Regions from separate parts of the Anser cygnoides genome. Here region 1 is linked to region 2. The links are chromatin contacts, called in public Hi-C maps. All regions are on one chromosome and are shown on one strand. The core of a region is the stretch at or near the end of the contact, and the rest is flanking DNA. Distances in the headings are between cores, read along the strand shown. Region 1 overlaps SYNE1 (spectrin repeat containing nuclear envelope protein 1). Region 2 overlaps CCDC170 (coiled-coil domain containing 170).

What was found. Hi-C and Micro-C count contacts between places; a contact is called where the count stands out from the background.
Region 1: a Hi-C map of granulosa cells shows a contact between it and region 2, with 1.6 times the contacts expected there. The contact joins two enhancer-like sites. A contact is called at or near these places in 2 of 7 Hi-C or Micro-C datasets (granulosa cells and liver).

Annotation. Positions count from the first base shown.
Region 1 is chr3:54,230,996-54,234,722 of Taihu_goose_T2T_genome, forward strand. SYNE1 (spectrin repeat containing nuclear envelope protein 1) reads right to left here. Exons shown (of 146, transcript XM_013178233.3): 146 at 1-803. The coding sequence ends at 563. Among named protein-coding and RNA genes, the nearest start is that of ESR1, 190 kb to the left of the region's middle. Within about 2 kb of position 2,421, at least 1 of the 3 cell types and tissues checked has open chromatin away from gene starts, as enhancers often do.
Region 2 is chr3:53,964,796-53,968,426 of Taihu_goose_T2T_genome, forward strand. All of the region lies in intron 5 of CCDC170 (coiled-coil domain containing 170), which reads left to right. Among named protein-coding and RNA genes, the nearest start is that of RMND1, 20 kb to the left of the region's middle. Within about 2 kb of position 1,511, at least 1 of the 3 cell types and tissues checked has open chromatin away from gene starts, as enhancers often do.

The DNA of each region.
Region 1 (3,727 bases), core at 1,171-3,670, 270 kb after region 2:
TCAGATTTACACCTTGTACATCCAAAGCAAAGGTTAGATCACCATGCCCAAAACAGAAATCACAGGGAATAATACAATGCCATACAAGATCCTTTAAAATTGTATGATACAAATGCTCTAAAATTTCTTAAACATTAGTTATTTTGCATACTGTAGATACGGAGAAGGTATTTAACAAATACAGGCTAATAGCTCATATAGAGCAGCACACAGGAAAGGATCTACAGTATCAAGTCCTTGGCTATGCATAGTACAGGGCAGTGACCTGGGTATAAAGTGGCTAAAAGATCCACAATGCTGGACAAAAGGACATTTCCCTTACTCATGTCATTTCCTTAGTGCCCCAGATGCAAATACTGAAGTAATGCTACTCAGGTAATATGTTGTATAGTTTGGTACTGATACACTGATTTGTTATTGTCTGAGTGCCAGTAGAGAATGGTATGGACACAGTGGTGGCTGCAGCAGACAGGTAAAGCTGCCACGCTGAGTCCTGTCATGCTTTAAAACCGTCCTGCCACCTGGCCAGTACTCCAGCAAGATCACCCGCTGTATCACAACTTCATAATGGAGGTGGACCATTCATGTATTTTAACATGGGATGGAAAGAGCGGGCAAAGTTATTGGCCATAGTACAGCTGTAGTCCTCTTCGGTCATTGGCACCAGGCAAGCCAGCCCAATCAGGAGCAGCAAAAGGAGCTGAAGTGGCAGAGCAGCTCTGAGGACTCTGAGGAAGAAGGATGGGTGCTGCCATGCTGGCCCAGCCTCAGAAGGGGAGGAACCTGAGCCACCTCTTATGGACCTGAGAAAAGAAGATGGACAGGTGAATACTCTAAGACATTACTGCAGCAGAGGTTGCACTGAAATACTCAGCTGTCCCTGAAGGCTGGTGTAGAATTTGTACACACTGATTGACAACAGCAGAGGTATCTTTCACTGAACATGCTATTTCCCCAGCTGTCTTAAAAGACCCCATGTTTCTAGACTGGATAAGAAAAAAACAAATAATCACAATGGAATGGACTTTGTGACACCACAGCCCCTTCATCAGTTATGGAGAAGACTCTACACTTAACTGTGCTCTAGAGAAGGGGAAAATAAAAAGTGGGACATACTTGTCACATGCTCACTGCACACTGCCTAAAAAAGAATCCTCATTTAAAATGGCAACTGTATTTGGTTGCAGAAGTTTCTAAATTAATTTCCTTTTATACTATCCACAAGTGTATAATGCAATAAGATACAGTTAAATCAATATTCAGTTAATTAACATACCAATCTTCAGGCAATGGGGACTCATTTTCTACAAAGCACATTGTATTTCGAATCTTGCATTGGATCAGCAGTTAAAATCTATCTGCTCAGCTGACAGGACATCTGAGTGATTGTATCCCTTGTGTCTATGGATCTGTCTTGAAATGGCACTTATCTATCAGAAATCCATGGGAGACATTTCCAAACATTTCTAATGGGTCACTTCAAATTAAGCACAAAAATCCAATAATTTTTTAATAAAGGATAAAGAAGCAGATTTCACATTTTCCCTTTTGACTGAAACTGACAGACAGAGCTCTAATACACAGACAACAGGTTTTGAGGTAAGTGGAGCACTCAAAAGAGAGATTTTGCAAGTTAATATCAGAACATGGATGATCTGAGTGTGCTAATTAAATGACATGGTAAAGTATTGTATTTTAGCACTAGGCAAAAATGGAAGAACTTAGGGCCTTCAAATCATTAGTCTCATGAAATCTTCCATTCAAATGTTATGCCATGAATTTTGCCATAGATATGTCGCTATAAACCATATGTGTAGCTGCTGTGGTTGTGAAGCTGCAGAAAACCTATAGTTTGCTAGGGTTTAAGAGACAAAAATACTCATAAAGATGCACTTAGTCTCAACTTAAAGGTATGGAAGATCAGGTCTGCTGAGGTCAAATGCTCCCCAGTCAGGCGAGTCTTGATGGTTTCTTGATTTCTTTGTCCTTTCGATCTTGTCTCACAGATAAATCTGAATCCATGTGAGAAAGCATACAAAAACCAAAATATCATCTTCAAAACTATATGAGGCTTCGCAAGGGCCCCCTTTCCACATGTTCAGGAAAAAACTTCTTCCTGTGCTTGAGATTATTTTTATATTTTGTTTATACATATGTATCATTCCATTGTGAAGACTTCAAGAAAGCCAGACAGAAAGAAGACCGCCATAAAACAAAACCAAAAACAATTCAAAACAAAACAAACCACCAACACTTCAGGAAAGCTAAATGATTAACTTGACCTACATATCCCAGGATGGAGGGATGATCAAAACAACGGATCACATGCTGTTTTAATCCACGTTATTCTAGCCTGGATGGAAAGCTGCTTGTTGAATTATGCAGGATCACGTATTATAAAGAACACATGGAAAGGATATGGCACATTTAACAGCATCAGAGCATTCCATATTAAAGTTCAATTAGATCGGGACTTCTACTGTCCAAGAATGCCAAGACAGAAAATTAATGGGCTGAGGTAGGAACAAAGGGAACAAGGAGTGCTTAATTACCTTCCAAGCACTTGATTGCATAGTCCACCTATTTACAAGGCTCTCACTGTACATATGTTGTTAATCCCAAACTAAAAAGGTTGTATTTCTGCAGTTGGTAACTGCTGTTTAATGATGAGTAAATAAATTACTAAAAAGCAGAATCAAAAGGCAAAGTCAGCATCTACTTTTGTTTTTGTTGTTATTATTATTAAATCTTTTCCTACTGTTGCTGTAGCATAATCCAGCACTTTTTGCTTTGTGATTTACTAAAACAAACCAAAACCAAAACCAAAAAACACACAAAATAAACAAAAAATTAAAACAACAAACAGGAAAAAGAGTCGAACTGTATAAACTGCATGGCTGGTCTCAGCAAGGAACATAGATTCTCTTTCAAAAATTAAAGCAGTTCATGGCAAAGTATATTGAAACTCTCTGCAGTGAAGTAGGTTGTTGAACAACAGTTTCTAATATTGCATGGGAACAATTCAACAAGTAAATAATGAATCATTATGAAAACATCTTCAGAGGGTAAATTCTAAAATGTTCAAGTGCTGTACTGTCACTGTTTATTGCAGGTACTCCTCTGTAATGGACATAATTGAAAAATGGAATGCTCAGTTTAGAGTGTTTAATGGATTTGGTAAGAAGAGATGGTTAAAAATATCCATACTTTGTTAACAGAAAGCCTTACTAAAGATAAGAGGCAGAACTCCCATCTACTCCAGCAGGAGAAGGGAAAGCTGAAGTATTGTATGCCAGTTTGGAGAAAAAAATGTAATTTCTTTCTCTTGAGCTTGCATCTTCCGCTGTCTCTCTTCTGACTGCTCCACCATTTATCACACAGGATGCTGTTTCTGGATGCAAGGAAGTAAGACCACCTGCTACTCATTCCATACATAATTCCCGCTAACTCGACAAAGGAGGAGGCACAGCTGCAGACCTGGCCAGATGTAAGCTTCTTCACGTCCAGAAATCTCTCACATTAACCTAAGAAGTGCAAGCAATAGTTACCCTTACTTTGGGAGTTTTTAATGTCAGAGAAATTGGAACTCTTTCTGAAGCATTTCAAGAGAGAAGCTAATTTACCAGGCTGTAGATCAGATGGGCAAGTTGAAGTCTAATTTCAGCTCAGATGAGTACCTGCATTTAAAGATGACTGATTTAATTTATATAATTTAATTAATTTATTT
Region 2 (3,631 bases), core at 261-2,760:
TGTAGAGATTAAAAAAATATATATCTTTTGGGAAAGGGGGAGAGGGGGGCAGAGTTAGCAGTGTTTGCCAGGGTCGAAATTAGAAGTGTGGCAGGAAAGGACATTGTTAATAAAGGAAAAGCTGATAAAAGCAGAATGGGAGTGACTGACTTGAACAGCTGATGGATTTTGAAGTGTATGGGTAGGTATAAATCTAGTGAATATTGTTGATGTTCTGTCAATTCTGAATTAAGTGAAGTTTGCCAATTACAGGCCAGATTCCAAAATGGTGGAAGTAGTTATCTGGTAAAAAATGAAAAAACCCACACCACATAATAACAATGATGACCTCATGTTGTTCATCCTCTAAAGAATGTCTATTGCTAATGAAGCTAAAGGTTTAAGTAAATATTACTCTTAAATATTGTAAATATAGATTTATCTTCTGTTTGGCATTGAAAGTAAAATGAAAGCTTAATTTTCTTGCTGGTAAATGGGAAGAGATAGAAATTTCATAATGTGAATGGGTGAAACATTTAAAACCCAGACTGCTCTAGAGCTCATTGAATTATAATATATGCAGGTTTCTCCTGTGTACTGCCTCTTATTCTTTTAGCGCGTTATTCATTTTATTCACATAACTGTAATCAGTATAAACTATGTAGTACTCATGAGACATTACAAATCTGATTTTTTCCAGGGAGTGACAAAATCCCCACATGTACATTGTAAATCTTACTCCTGTAGTAGAGTCAAGCCCGGTTAATGGAGTTGTTATATGCATGACTAATGACCAGACTTGTGAATAGCTGCTGGCAAAACATGGAAAGCTATTTACTTAAATATTAAGACATGTACGCTCCCTCCCCTCCTCCCCCAAATGTTATAAGTATAGCAGCTCTCCTAGTGTGGTGTTGCAGTGATTAGCTTCGTATTTGCTAAGGCACTTGAGAACTGCTTCTATAAATCTCACTAAAACCATAAATGAGTGAAAGGTAATTCCTGTTGACTTTTGCACCTGGCTTATTTTAAATCCTTCTGGATGTCTATCTTTATCTCTTTAAAATACTCACCATTTAAAAATCTACCTTTGTATAACAAATGTAGGTTTTAGAAATTCCATCTGTAAAGGGCTTTCTTACATTGATTATTGCTGAGGAATGGGGCCTTCTTCAGCTGTGATCTGTAATTTTATTATTTCATCAGTTTCGAGATGTGTGCCTTTTTCTGTAGAGTCAGAAGCAGTTGTCTTTTTTTAGGGAAGAAAAAGAAAATGTACGCCAATACAGTAATATAAATATAATAACATATAAATAATGTAAACAGTGTTAGTATTTGCTAGCAGTAGCTGTGGTTTTGGAGCCATGCTGTATGACAGGATGAAACAAAGCTCTCTACCTCAAAGAATTCCATGTGGTTGTACAATATGAAACAAGTGGAATAAAGCAAAAAGAAGACAAAGTAGCAAAGAGATGGCCCAGGCCGTGCCTTACTCCCTTAGAATGATGATAAAGTGTTGAGAAAATTGGCAGCGCTTTTATCTCAGAGGCTGTGCTCTGCTGTACATGACCGTGAGCTGTGCTGCGTGTATCAGTCTGGCTTGATGAGAGTGGCAACTCCTCTGTGAAAGAGCACTGCTGAGTGTCTTTGAGGAGATGAATGTGATTAAACTTGATGGATATAATGCTGGTCTCTACTAGGGAACTGAAGAAAGATTAAAGAGTCGACAATATTATAAAAACTAATCCAAAGTAATTTACCTTCTGCCAGAGTCCAAACCAGTAGTTTTGCCTTATTCCTCAAGGATTTCTGTATGTGTTTCTTGATAGAGAGTTATTTTACTAGATATTCACCTGTTTAGAAAACTGTTCATTTTTTTTCCTATTTAGACTGGACAGGAGCTGAACTTCTAATTTATCTCAGCCTGGAAACCAGTGCTGATGTAGAATGAAATAGAAGGGCTACATGTCACACTCTAACTTCAAAATAATATGTGCAAGAGTCTCTATTAACCTCTTGTAAACTCTGGATGCTCCTTTAACATCATGTTTTCTGGCTTAAGGAAACCTTAAAGAACTTGGAACTTTCTTATCAAACCATCAGATGGCTGTCTCCATGCAACACGTAGCCAAAGGAAAGGCATCTGAGACACACCCTTCGTGCTCTAAAAGAGGAGGCTGCTGACAGGGAGTTCTTAGGGTCAGCACTGCAACCCTGTAAAAGACTCTGAAGCTGAAATAGCTTTTACTAGCCGTGGTGTGTAAGCTCTCACTTAAGACTGCTGTGGTACTTGAGGACTGGAGGAAAGCAGACATGATGCTATTTTTTTTTATTAGGAGGACATTTCATTTATTTATCTCATTGAGAAAGCTGTGTTGAAAGTGCAGTGTTGAGTAGACAGGTTTCTGTGATGTTTTAATAAGCTGTAATTTCTAAATGCAAGGTTTTATGCTTTCAGTTTTAGCATGTGTAGTTTTCAGCTATATACATGTCCTATTACTCAGGTAGTTCCAGTTGCTGCTTGTATTAGCCATCTGGCCTTCTCTTTTGGTGTGTTTTGTAGCAGTCATAATCATGAACACAGTTACACACTCCACAGGAAGCTTGTAAGTTTATGTCAGCAGAACGCGTGCTTCTTGCATTTTCTGAAAATGTTGTTCCAGAGAATGGGTTTTGGTCAGTTAAAAGACACATGGGAGCTACTTGTTCTCCACCTCCTTATTTCCTTTTGATCATCTAGGTTGTGCAACTGTGATCATCAGGAAGCTCAGCTCTTTATTTGGACTCTTCCAAGGTTGCTGTGTAGGTTTTTGTTCCTCCTTCCTTCCCCTCATTTCAGGGGAACAAGTTAAAAAAAAGCAACAAAAACAAACCAAAAAACAACAGGGAAAGGAACAGATAGCTAAGTGTTCTCTTTCTGGGACCTTAGGTAGTTGTCTTTCGCTCAGTCAGCCTTAAGATGTCTTGAGATTCAGTTTGTCTTGCGCTCATGGAGACTGATGAGTGTACGAGAATGGAAACGACAAGTTTGTGAGAAAACAGTTCAGGCAAAGAGCTAATGGTGTGTGTTGCTCACTTTTGATGTGTTTTTCTTTTCAAGTCTAAAAGCCCAGGTATGTCTGAAAGGTGAGAGAAGGCAGAAAACTATTTCTGCTCCCAGTTGTTTCAGTAAGGGTTACACATCCAGTTATACAGTCTGCTGAAGAGAGGCACTGTTTAATTTCTTTTTTAATTGAATGTGAATTGTTCCAGGTTGCTAGTTTGCTAGTCCTTACAGCCCTGATGTTTTTATAGACTGGCACTCAAATAAAAAATAAGGCTTTTTGTGTGTATATACACATACATGTGTGCCACCATGCAGTGACCAAACTACAACAATGACATCAGAGGCACCTGATGAATCATTTACGATTTTAATCTCATTTATGTCAGTTTCACCTGCCGTTCAGTGCGTTTAGCTATACTCTTAATGAAATCCCTACAGGCTTTTTTTTTGCTCTATTGCTCCTCAGTGTTCATCAGTGCTATTTGTTTAGTGGCCTGCCACAGAAAATTTCATGCTTTTATATTCAAATAAACATTTTAATGCATGGATCTTACCAGTACTTACCAGCTTGTTACAGGAGGGTAATGTTCCATTTAGAACTGAAAT